Linked DNA regions of Salvelinus alpinus: region 1 is linked to region 2. The links are chromatin contacts, called in public Hi-C maps. All regions are on one chromosome and are shown on one strand. Each heading gives the region's core, a stretch centred on a gene start, on an enhancer-like site or on the middle of the called end of the contact. The rest is flanking DNA. Distances are from core to core; before and after follow the strand shown.

Region 1 (7,087 bases), core at 2,609-5,108, 160 kb before region 2:
GTCAAGCCGTTCTTTTGTGCAGCACTCACGTCCTCCCAGGGCGGATTATAGCCACACAGTGTTACATGCATCCTTCCAGTCTCCAGCTTGCCTACAGACAGAGGAGATAGTGAGTCAATGTACCATGGGGGAAACATGGTGTAGGGTACTGTTGCCCCTAGATGCTGATCTTGGCTCAGTTCAGCATTTGTTCCACTAATGGTTAGGATACATCTCTGGGTATAACGTCACCCTGGAGTGTGAAGACATACTGATGCAGCCCAGAACAGAGATTTCTCATCATAAGTGTACATACTAGTAATAAGTAATGCATTAGTTGTACACATTTCCAGTGCCTATAGACAGTCTAATTCCCTTGAACTTACCACATCGTTTCCAAGTTACGCAATACCACTGAACAGAAATATAAAAATGGAAACTCAGCAAAAAATAAATATCCTCACTGTCAACTGTTTATTTTCAGCAAACTTAACATGTTTAAATATTTGTATGAACATAAGATTCTACAACTGAGACAAACTGAACAAGTTCCACAGATATGGGACTAACATAAATGGAATAATGTGTCCCTGAACAAATGGGGGGGTGGGGGTGATCATTTCCCACTACCTCCATAGGCAGAAATGTAACCCATTGAGCATATTTGAGATGCACTGGTTCGAAGTGTTCCAGTTCCAGCCATATCCAGCACCTTCGAGCGGGACAACATGCCACAAGCTACAGCCTAAACTATGCGTAGGTGATGTGTTGCGCTGCATGAGGCAAATGTTGGTTACACCAGAAACTTGTTCTGATCCACGGCCATAGATTTGTTTTAAGGTACAGTATCTCCGACCAACAGATTCAAATCTGTATTCCCAGTCATGTGAAATCCATAGATTAGGGCCTAATGAATATATTTCAATTTACTGAAATGCTTATACGAATATTATATGTAAAAATTTTAGAAGCTGTGGCATTGATATTTTTGTTCAGGAGATTAATAAAAACCTGAGACTCTAAACATGTAACATGTTGTGCTATATGATGCTCACAAGCTAATCAAGAGTCATTAGAAGGTAAGGGGTTCTTCTAAAGAGAAGATAATACTTTATTTATGAATGCTGTAATTAGCCTAGTGGTTAGAGCGTTGGACTAGTAACCAAAAGGCTGCAAGATCGAATCCCCGAGCTGACAAGGTAAAATTCTGCCGTTCTGCCCCTGAACAAGGCAGTTAACCCACTGTTCCTAGACCGTCATTGAAAATAAGAATTTGTTCTAAACTGACTTGCCCAGTTACATAAAGGTAATTTAAAAAATGTAAAGTATTATCAAGTATTTGCTTTAGCAGACCTCATGTTAACATTTGTCAATGAAACTCAATGCCAAAGTCTACGCCAAATTGTTTACTTGTAGCCCAGGTTATCCTGAAAATAGAAGTGGTAAAACACTGAGGCTAAATCTAAGGGCTGGACATGCAGATAAATGGAAAGCTGATTTGTGGGTGAGTCTCAGGACTGATGGGGTTAGGTTAACCAGTGCTGGCAATAGAACGTGGGTGACGTATTGAGAAAAGCACCTGTGAAGAGATACTCCTTGTTGATTTCCAGAGTCACACCGCATGCGGCTGGGGAGGATGCAGTGTAGATGGCGTGGATAACCTGGTTAGGACATTTGAACATCTAGCCAATCACAAGGAGAGAAAGGATCTGTCAAACATCTACACATAGTTTAGAACCTCACCAAATACAGCTCTCAGCCACTGTCAGTCTACACCCTTTGATATTCACAGATCTGTAAGGTGCAAGCAGTCATTTATTCCAGTTACCACACCCAGCCTCAAGGACGGCTAGCTCATGTCTAAAGATTAGTAACCATGTAAGGCACAGTGGGAGTTTTAGTAGAAGGGCTGTATGAATTAAACACAGCAATGTAGCAACCTGTGACATCAGAGGGCCAACTATCTGGTAGAATGTAGTGATGGCTTTAATGAAGTGGCAGCTGAGTTCATATAGAGTATGTCACCATAGACTTGGACCAACAGGAACGTCAACTGATAACTACATTAATACTTTAGGGAGAAGCATTATATAGAAGTAGACTCTTTCATATGGTGGAAGCTCCACAACTGCACAGCTTAAACCTATCCATATACTTAAGATCTGGAGCCAATTGGGACCATCTGTCAGACTGGGGTTCAGGGGCTTCAATGTTCAGTGCAGGAAGGAACAACCACTTAATAAAAATGCTGATCATACCTTGATCTGTTGGATGTCATACTTGATCTCGTTAGACAAAGCTTTCTTGCCAACCACCTTCGCCCTGATCACTAGAAGAGGGAGAAAAGGTTAAACATTGAAATCTATTCCGGTATACAGGTCTGTCACACTGATGGTTTAAGGGTGATATGGATCAGAGAACAGTGTAGAATGCTTTACAGACCCAAAATTTTACAGTCTTCTCAGAATGTTTGTGCATAAGTTAAGACTCAGTGTAACATTCTGGCTAGGTTTACACCAAAACAGATGTCTAGTCCATTTCCCTCCTGGTCCTACATTCCTAGCGCTGGTCTTCTGCTTTTAATTTGACACACCTGGTTTAAGCATGCCCTCTGTAGATGATTGGTTCAGGTAGGAAGATGCAGCAGAGTGTCTGGTACAGTAGTTGCTGCTATACGATTATGCCATAGAACAGAACCTCAAGTCATTGGCACATGGACTCGAAAAGGCGTCGAAAGCATTCCATAGTTATGCCGGCCCATGTTGACTCCAATGCTTCCCACAGTTGTGTCAAGTTGGCTGGATGTCCTTTGGGTGGTGGGCCATTCTTGATACACAGGAAACTGTTGTGAAAAACCCAGCAGCGTTGCAGTTCTTCACACAAACCTGTGCGCCTGGCACCTACTACCATGCCCCATTTAACGGCACTTCAATCTTTGGTCTTACCCATTCACCCTCTGAATGGCACACATACACAAGCCATGTCTCAGGGCTTAAACAGCCTTCTTTAACCTGTCTACTCCCCTTCAACTACTCTGATTGGAGTGGATTGAACAAGTGACATCAATAAGGGATCATAGTTAACTCCTAGCCAGTCCATGTCATGGAAAGAGCAGGTGTCCTTAATGTTTTGTAAACAGACCTCAATGTGTAGGCACACTATGCCTAAAGCAAAGCAGGGCTCTCAACCCTGTTCCTGGAGAGCTGCCGTCCTATAGGTTTCGCTCCAATCCTAATCTAGCGCACCTGATTCTAATAATTAGCTGCTTGATAAACTGACTCAGGTTCGTTACAAACGGGTTTGATTTAACATTTACAGGAGCATAGCTCTCCCGGAACAGGGTTGAGAGCCCATCTTACTGTCGCCTACTTAATTCTGTAAATAAGTGTGAGAATATGTAAACAGGCTTAATGAGCATGTCCTAATTATTTATACTACGACCACAGACAATACATAAAATGTTTCCATGCTGCGTATTGATAGCTTCAACATGTGAAGAAAAGCTGAAAAGTGAAATGTTGCCAAATTCGCCTTACCTATATCTGCATCGCAAAAAGCCTGTTGGGGATGCGGAGGGGAGCATTTGCAAGCCTCTGCGATGTCTTCGACCCGCCAAAGGAACAGAACGAGCAGAGTAATGAAACTGCTTACATACCGCGTCATTTGGAAACGAATTATGGTTACCCAAATATCACAAAAGGATCCGACTAATGAAAGTGTGAGGCGTAAATTACAATAAAACGTATTTCCCTTCGAGACTGTTCCCAGGACGACGTATAACTCTCGGAAATACTTTCCCCTCAACGTAGACATCCGCTATTTATTGCAGGCTGTGAGCTCCTCCCCCAGTCAGAACCCAGCCTATGGTAGGCTGAGCATTCTATTACTCCAGAACAGCAACCATTCATTAAAAAAATCCTCTAACCAATGGCTCAACCACAGGCTCAACATGCCCGGCTGCCATAAATTGGGGATGAAACTGAAATATCAGTTTTAGTTTTTGGGGGGCTCCCGAGTGGTGCAGCGATCTAAGGCCCTGCATCTCAGTGCTAGGGGCGTCACTACAGACCCTGGTTTGATTCCAGGCTGTATCACAATCTGGCCGCGATTGGGAGTACCATAGGGCGGCGCACAATTGGCCCAGCGTCCGGGTTTGGAAGGGTATGCCGTCATTGTAAATAATAACATGGTCTAAGCCTACTGGAATTCCTTCAAGTTTTGTTGCTTTCAGTAAAAAAAATAAAAACACCTGGTGGAATTTTATAGCAGGCTCAACTTGCCCAACTGCTCAGTTCACTTGCCCCTGTCATCCCATAAATGAGATGAAAATGGCAGATTGTTGTTGATAAGCGCCTAAATTGGCTGTACAGTAACACGCTATACATGACATAAGAGCTCAGGTTCTCCGCTTCACAGCACTGGTAGGGGTTTTGACTGACAGCCGTTATAAACTTGAGCACCACAAGAGACAAGAAGATAACACCTTCCCTCCCGCTAATTTGGATACTTTTGCACATTTGTTGTTGTCTGAGTGAGGGAAATGCGTTAAATTGAGAGGAGTCGATGTGTTATAAAATATGTGATATTAAGGATTATAATAAATACCATTTTGATGTCATACAAGCAAACCACTCACATTTCTGTATTTGAAAATTAATGTAATTTACAGTATCAATGTTTATGATCTCTATTTTTTATCCACAGTTACAAGGATGACATACGTTATAGCCTGGGTTGTCCTGAACAGAATGAGCCTATCTGCATCATATTGTGAAGAAAAATTGCCACGGAACATACATTTGAATGCTCCAAAGACACAATTCTATTGCACACCAAAGTTATAATCTGTTTGTCTGAAGTGCCTTTTGAAAGCCTCCCAGCTAGCACATTTGGTTGTTGGAATGTGGGAATGGGTTTTTGGTTTCCCATTGGTTCTGGGAACAAAGCCATCAGCTTCCTGACTGGTAAAACGTATTGTTTTTTAAACATCCTGAGAGCTGAAATGTGAACTTCACCTGTTCCGGGAACATTTATTTTTAGGTTGCAGGGAGGTTCTGAGAACGTTTTACTATGGTTCCCTGAAAGTTTTCCTGGGAAGTTTTATTAATGTTCTGATAACAGAAATGATAGGTTATTTGAAGATAATTCAATAACATTCTGAGAACATGTTTCAAATAAGACTTTTAATAATACTGCTAGCTTAGTTTGGGTTGACTGTTTTCAACTCTAAGCACAGATAGGACACATGGAAATTAATTTGCTTAGGCATTCATTTTTTGTTGTGGAATCTTCTGTTCTCTATCCATAGAATTAGTCCACTGCGCCACCGGGTTGGAGCTAGCATGCTAAGTCATACAAAGCTGTTAATATGAGTCTATTCAAACACACCCATTTCAAAGGAAACAAGCACTCATTAAGATCAGGTGTGGACAATTAGTGGGTGCAGCCAACAAACCTGAGTTCAGTAGTAAAAATGTGCTTAACAAGTCACATAATAAGTTGCATGGACTCACTTTGTGCGCAATAATAGTGTTTAACATGATTGTTGAATGACTACCTCATCGCTGTACCCCTCACATGCAATAATCTGTAAGGTCCCACAGTCAAACAGTGAATTTCAAAGACAGATTCAACCACAAAGACCAGTGAGGTATTCCAATGCATTACAAAGAAGGGCACCTATTGGTAGATGGGGGAAAAAGCAGACAGATATCCCTTTTAGCATGGTGAAGTTATTAAATACACTTTGGGTGGTGTATCAATACACCCAGTCACTACAAAAATGCATGCGTCTTTCCTAACTCAGAGAGGAAGAAAACCGCTCAGGGATTTCACCATGAGGCCAGTGGTGACTTTAAAACAGCAACAGAGTTTAATGGCTGTGATAAGAGAAAACTGACGATGGGTCAACATTGTAGTTACGCCACAATACTAACCTAATTGACAGAGTGAAAAGAAGGAAGCCTGTACAGAATTAAAATATTCCAAAACATGCATGCTGTTTGCAATAAAGAACTAAAGTAATTCTGCTAAAAATGTGACAAAGCAATTCACTTTTTGTTCTGAATACAAAGTGTTATGTTTGGGGCAAATCCAATACAACACATTACTGAGTACCACTCTACATATTTTCAAGCATAATGGTGGTTGCATCATGTTATGGGTATGCTTGTCATCGTTAAGGACTGAGGAGTTTTCGGGATTAAAAAAATTAACCAAATTTAGCTAAACACAGGCTTTCCACCAGACACAGGGAGATACATTTTATTTTCAGCAGGACAATAGCCTAAAATTCAAGGCCAAATCAACACTGGATTTTCCGAGTTACAGCTTTGACTTAAATCTGCAAGAAAATCATTGACAAAACTTGAAAATGGTCTAGCAATGATCAGCAACAAATTTGACAGAGCTTTAAGCGTTTTGAAAAGAATAATAGGTAAATGATGTACAATCCAGGTGGGGAAAGCTCTTAGAGACTTACTCAGAGATACTCACAGCTGTAATCGCTGCCAAAGTTGCTTCTACAAAGTATTGACTCAGGGGTGTGAATACTTATGTAAATGAGATATTTCTGTATTTCATTTTCAATTCATTTTCAATTATTTCTAAAAAAGTGTTTTCACTATGGGGTACTGTGTGTAGATGGGTGAAGAAAACACATAAATGTAATACATTTTGAATTAAGACTGTAACACAACAAAATGTGGGAAAAAATCAAGTGGTATGAATACACAGGGATGGAATTGAATGATTTTGGACACAGGCCATTTCTCTCCATGAGCCTACATGATGCAACACTGCATAAAGCAAGCTTGGTCCTGTTAGTTGTATTGTCTCATCACAGTTGTCTCTGTGTCTGTGTAAGGTAAACTCCCCTGTTATTCCAGTTTTAAAATATAATTCATGTGAGAAAGGTTGCTGCAGTTTGACAGGGTTTTCATCCTCCCTATAGGGCCAGGAGTTTTTCCAGGAGTTTAAATCTACGTGACCTGATTAGAAAAACTCCCCATAGCCCATATAAAACCATTCTGCAACTGATTCATCACTATGTCATACCCTACACAGAGAGATTGACTTTAAGGTCTGAAAGGCACTTTCCCATTGGCCA
Region 2 (6,550 bases), core at 2,181-4,680:
TCTCTGCTTCATCATGACCCGTCCTCTAGAAGAGGTTCATCTACCATTACTGTTGTATTACTTCAGTGAAAACTGAACACAATGTTGTACTGCTATAATAACTGATCAATCATTTGCCTACAGGACAGGGATACTGTATCATATAACTCAAAACTTGTATATCCACGTAAAAAATATTAAATTCTCCTGTAATGTACATGGTATCAATTCTGTATTAGTAAGTGTCTCTATGTAATACTAGCAGAAAAGTAGAATGAAAATGGACAACTCGTGCTAGATCCACATGAGACTGGTGTGTAGAGAAGCAACACAATTTTTTGCATGCATTTGACTCCTTGTATCATTCGAACTGTATGGTATCTTCAGACAATGGACAAATGATACAAATAAAAGTTTAGATATACATCTGTGTTTATTTACTTGTTCAGCAATTGTGCAGCACAATTTATATGACACAATATTTCACCCATTATTATAATTATTATTATGCCCATATTTGAGTTGTTAGTCATGCTGAATTTTTATGGTGGTACAATGGCTCCTCCTGCTGACAGATCTATGTGCCTGCCCGTGTTGACTATTTGATTACAGAGTGCCCTCTGGAATACACTGGAAATGTACAATTATTACTACATTCCACATGAAGAAAAGCAGTCAAAATCACGGGATGGAATAAACTTTAGTGTAGGGGTCATTGAAAATGGTAGAGGTCCATTAATGTTTGTGACAGTTCAAGGCTATGTTAGATTCAAAAGTGCACATTCTTAATTGAGGACATCTCATATTTGAGATTGGACATGCACAATAAGTGATTCATATTCTTATATTCATTTTGTTTAAATTGGGGGGTATGATACATTTATTGCGAAATTATAAACAAGAAATACAGAAAACAAGGAAGGCTTATGTCTTGTGGTGTGCCAGACATGCCATAATAATATGCCATAATTCATGTTACATAACAGCCAAGCACTGTGTTTTCAATTATATCAATCAATGAAATCCTCTGGATTTCCAGCATGTTACCACAGATAGAACAATGAGTCATATGTTTCACCGGATGTATGAATCTGAAGCATCCGTTTGGCGTTTCCACTCACCACCAAATATGATGATGAGAGGAAGCCCAGTGGCCGGCAGTGGGACAAGACGGAGCGAGATGGATTTTGGCCGGCTCTGAGCACTTGTTGGCTGCTTTTCCTTCACTTTGCAGTCCAACTCATCCCAAACCATCTCAATTGGGATGAAGTCAGGTGATTGTGGAGGCCAGGTCATCTGATGCAGCACTCCACTCTCCTTCTTGGTCAAATAGCACTTACACAGCCTGGAGGTTTGTTGGGTCAATGTCCTGTTGAAAAAGAAATGATAGTCCCACTAAGCGCAAACCAGATGGGATGGCGTATCGCTGCAGAATGCTGTGGTAGCCATGCTGATTAAGCGTGCCTTGAATTCTAAATAAATCACTGATGGTGTCACCAGCAAAGCACCCACACACCACCACACCTCCTCCTTCATGCTTCACGGTGGGAACCACAAATGCGGAGATCATCATTTCACCTACGCTGCATCTCACAAATACACAGCGGTTGGAAACAAAAATCTCAAATTTGGACTCATCAGACCAAAGGACAAATTTCCACCAGTCTAATGTCCATTGCTTGTGTTTCTTGGCCCAAGTAAGTCTCTTATTATTGGTGTCCTTTAGTAGTGGTTTCTTTGCAGCAATTCAACCATGAAGGCCTGATTCACGCAGTCTCCTCTGAACAGTTGATGTTGAGATGTGTCTGTTACTTGTACTCTGAAGCTGTAACGGCTGATTTCCTCCTCTTCGTCTGAAGAGGAGGTGTAGCAGGGATCGGACCAAGACGCAGAGTGGTAAGTGTCCATGTTTTAATATAATTAACTGAACATGACAAAAATTACAAAATAACAAAGAAACCTAACCGAAACAGTCCCGTGTGGCACGAACACGAACACAGACACAGGAAACAAACACCCACAAACCAACAATGAAAACAGGCAACCTAAATATGGTTCCCAATCAGAGACAATGCAAAACACCTGTCTCTGATTGAGAACCATATCAGGCCAATTGACAAACCTAAACATAGAAACACATAACATAGACTGCCCACCCCAACTCACGCCCTGACCATACTAACTAAAGACAAAACAAAGGAAAATAAAGGTCAGAACGTGACAGAAGCATTTATTTGGGCTGTAATTTCTGAGGCTGGTAACTCTAATGAACTTATCCTCTGCAGCAGAGGTAACTCTGGGTCTTCCTTTCCTGTGGCGGTCCTCAGTTTCATCATAGCGCTTTAAGGTTTTTGCGACTGCACTTGAAGTAACTTTCAAAGTTGTTGAAATTTTCCGGATTGACTGATCTTCATGTCTGTTGTTTCTCTTTGCTTATTTGAGCTGTTTCTTGCCATAATATGGACTTACCAAATATGTCTATCTTCTGTATACAACCCCTATCTTGTCACAACACAACTGATTGGCTTAAGAAGGAAATCAATTCCACAAATGAACTTTTAAGAAGACACACCTGTTAATTGAAATGCATTCCAGGTGACTACCTCATGAAGCTGGTTGAGAGAATGCAAAGAGTGTGCAAAGCTGTCATCAAGGCAAAAGGTTGTTACTTTGAAGAATCTCAAATATAAAATATATTTTGATTTGTTTAACACTTTTTTGGTTACTACATGATTCCATATCTGTTATTTCATAGTTTTGATGTCTTCATTATTATTCTACAATGTAGAAAATATTAAAAATAAAGAAAAACCCTTGAATGAGTAGGTGTGTCCAAACTTTTGACTGTACTGTATATACTAGGCGGTGTCAGAGGAAGGCCCAACAAATTCACCCAAGTCATAGACTGTTCTCTCTACTACCGCACGGCAAGCGGTACCGGAGCACCAAGTCTAGGTCCAAAAGGCTCCTTAACAGCTTCTACCCCCAAGCCATAAGACTGCTGAACAATTAACCAAATGGCCACCCAGACTATTAACATTGACCCCCCCCCCCCCCCCCCCCCCCCCACACACACACACACACACACACACACACACACACACACACACACACACACACACATAGTTTTTACACTGTGGCTACTTGCTGTTTATTATCTATGCATTGTCACTACCCCTACCTACATGTACAAATTAACTTTCGGTACCGGAACCCCCTGCATATAGCCTCGTTATTGTTATTTTATTGGGTTACTTTTTATTTAATGTTTTACTTTAGTTTTTTTAGTAAATATTTTCCTACATTTATTTATTGAACTGCATTGTTAAGGGCTTGTAAGTAAGCATTTCACGGTAAGGTCTACTACACATGATGTATTCGGCGCATGTGACAAATACAATTTGATTTGATTTGATTTGCTAACCTGCATTTTCATTGGCTTCACAAATCTGTCAGTCATGCTTGCCCACACCCTCTCAGAATGCAGCATGGGGGAAAGAATGTAACACAATTAAGGAACTGTAGCCAGGCAGAGTGTCTTTATCGCCAAACAGTCGTCGTTTTCGGATGATTGAACTTAAGGTGAGTGTTACTAATGATCAGTCTATCGATCTGTTTTTATAACGACTAAACATCTGACGGATATTGTGAGGAGGTTGGGAGGTAGCTAGCTAACCACATTGCAGCATCGAGACGCCACGTTAGTCGTTAGCAAAGTTGCTAACCAGAAAGCTAGCAGTAAACAGTTAGCTTACTGATGTTACGTGGTTATTTTTGTTAGCTAGCTATCCATTCAGTGACAGTTTTCAGTTGTTACAAATAGATACATGTAACGAATAACGCTAACTGTTATCCCTCATCTAAAGCATGTTTGTTTATCGGCTAGCGTAGTAACTAAAGTTACGTGTTTCCAACTCAGATGTTAGCTAACGTTTTCCTCTCGTGACCCACAGTACTCCGCGTGGAGACATTTTGACCAAACCAGGTCCGACTAGCTAGCGGCAATAGACGAGCTAGCTAATTACACTGCCTTGGTCAAGTTGGCTAGTTAAATATCAAGTTAGATACACAGATAAGTACATATTGAACGAGGCCCCATAACAATGAAATAAAAAGAATGTCACAAATTGCATTGTATTTGTCTCGCTTTGCAGATTAGTTAACGTTTGATGGCTAAGCTAGCTAGAATGTCTAGTATCTAACCTGGCTTGCTAGCTACTAACTTACTATGTAACGTTAGTAGTTCCTGCAGCCAACATGGCTGGCTAGCTAACTTGCTCTGTCTGTAAAATATTTGCTAGCGACTAAGTCGCGGTGTCTTATTTAGCTAACTAACAATCTACAAACACATGTTAATTTTGCACTATATAACCGTAAGCTAGTGAACTATGGTATTGTTGTACTTAAGGGGGAGAGCGCGAGCTAGTAAACAGTACATTACTGGAATAGCTAGGTTAACTTGCTAGCTACACTTCACAATCCTGTGCATACTTTTTTGTAAACACTGGTCAAGTCTCAGTCAGGGAAGTTGGCTTGTTTCCCGACAGAAGTTCAGTGTTTGAAAATATCAATGTCCAGCAATGGGACTCGCTGGGTTTATAGCCGATGTTAAGACTTGAGATTCAGCATCTTCCATGCTGAACCTCCAAGTCGAAACATATGGACTATTTGGCCTTATAAGAAGCAGGTTTGTAATACTAGCTATTTGTGGCAAGTAGCTAATGCTGGGCATACACCACACGACTAATACAATCGTAACAACTTGGATGTGCTCACATTTACCTATCTCCTTGTCCCAAATCTTTAATTCCATCCATCTTCAACCCCAGGACTGTGGTGCTCACATTACACGATGATTCCTTAGTTGATCCCCCTGCGTTTCTATTGTCGTAGGGAAAAATACCCACATGCAAACTTTGAGCTGCTTTATTAGTGTTGAGATAATGTGCACATTATTATGTGCAGAAACATCCCAAAAGAGATGGGTGCACAGAATATGGATAATAATAAATTAGATTTTTTGTTTCTGTCATGGTAGGACGCAATGTAATATTGGTGGAGTTCGTTTTGCATGGCACGATGCCCCGGGTGAGTGGAGATTTTACTTAAAGACCCTTGGAATCTTCTTAAATGGGCAAACTTTGCTAAGCTGGGGCACCTGACCATGTAAAACAAACCCGTCCATTGAAAAGGCATCCACCAATCAGTTTTCCATCACCTTGGTCCACACGGTGCGGGTTGTTGTTGCGTTCCTCTTCTCCGACATTGTTTTGGTCTCACATGCTGAGTGCTCATTGGGCATGGACTGCTGCCAATCGCATCGTAGCACTGCTCATACTACAAGATGGCAAAATCGTGTGGTGTATATTCGGCATAACCAGTCTCGTTGTTGTGGGTTATTGCCGTGCATACACTACACGTTTTTGCCGTCCCAGACACATTTTCATGTTCGAGATTAAATCCTATGAACTTGGGCTAGGATCAGGTCATTGGGACTCGTGTAGTTTGAGCGGGTCAAGGACACACTGATTCTGGCTGTTCTGTTCTCCAGACCCCCGGTGGGATGTCCCGATTTTATATTCGGGCACATTTTGGTTGTATCTTGTAGTATGAGGAGGGATACGATGCGATTGGGAAAGCATGTGAGACCCAAACAATGACGGCAAAGATGAAACCAACAGCTACCACAGCCACAAATTGAAAATTGTCTATTGTAAAAATTTCTGAATACAAAAAGTGTTTTTTGGTCTTAAGGTTAGTAGTGTTAGGGTTTATTATCATATTTTAAGATGAGAAATTGTAGAAATAGGCAGGATTTACCCATAATTATGACAGATTGGTGGAGCTGTGGAGAGAATGCAGCTGCTTAAATGTTACGTTTTCACCTCCAAATCCCTCTGTAGAATGTAAGTCCATGTTGTCCACGTCTGCCCAACCATTTGAGGGTCTGTATTTTGCCCCTCAGTCTCTCTTTCTGGTGTTTTTTGCTACGGTTGCAAAGGGTTGGAAACTTTCTGGTGAATTTGGGGAATTCATCAAACAGTTAGCTTATAACAGCGAACCATTTTTTGTGGGATACATGTAAGGAAATTCTAGTCTAGTGACATATATTTTGGTTAAACTATGCCCAATTCAATGGAATTGCAACCCTCTGCATTGCGTTCTTCCATCACATGTACAGCTGATTCTCAAGATCTTGCACACTAATGAGATGCTATTGAGCCCACACTACTACACTGTCTGAGCCAAGGACTACATGCTTTCTGTTAAGTTTTGATTACAATACTGGGTGGGGTGAATATATTTTATGACATACATAATTTTTTGTTAACTTGTAAATAGTAGCCTACAGCAAAGTGTTTAAATCATATCTAACTTGTGAACAATTTCTGCTTGTTAGTTTTAGCTTGCTTGAGTCTGCTAACTGAGTGTTAATTCACCCGTTTCCATACATGTTTAATTTTAAAACATTTATCTTACAAAAGAGTTTAATCTAAATGCTTAAATAGTTATCTGTACATGGAATTGTATTTGGTTTTTTTTTACTCCTTTTTCTAATCTTTACAAGAAA

The links. Hi-C and Micro-C count contacts between places; a contact is called where the count stands out from the background.
Region 1: a Hi-C map of red muscle shows a contact between it and region 2, with 11 times the contacts expected there. The contact joins the promoter of LOC139571599 here to the promoter of usp36 in region 2. A contact is called at or near these places in 2 of 3 Hi-C or Micro-C datasets (muscle and red muscle).

What each region holds. Positions count from the first base shown.
Region 1 is chr1:22,516,810-22,523,896 of SLU_Salpinus.1, reverse strand. LOC139571599 (metalloproteinase inhibitor 2-like) reads right to left here and starts at 3,858. Exons shown (of 5, transcript XM_071394609.1): 1 at 3,516-3,858; 2 at 2,238-2,308; 3 at 1,559-1,661; 4 at 1-91. The coding sequence starts at 3,792.
Region 2 is chr1:22,358,425-22,364,974 of SLU_Salpinus.1, reverse strand. usp36 (ubiquitin specific peptidase 36) reads left to right here and starts at 3,430. Exons shown (of 21, transcript XM_071394149.1): 1 at 3,430-3,561. LOC139571563 (metalloproteinase inhibitor 2-like) reads left to right here. Exons shown (of 5, transcript XM_071394553.1): 5 at 1-403.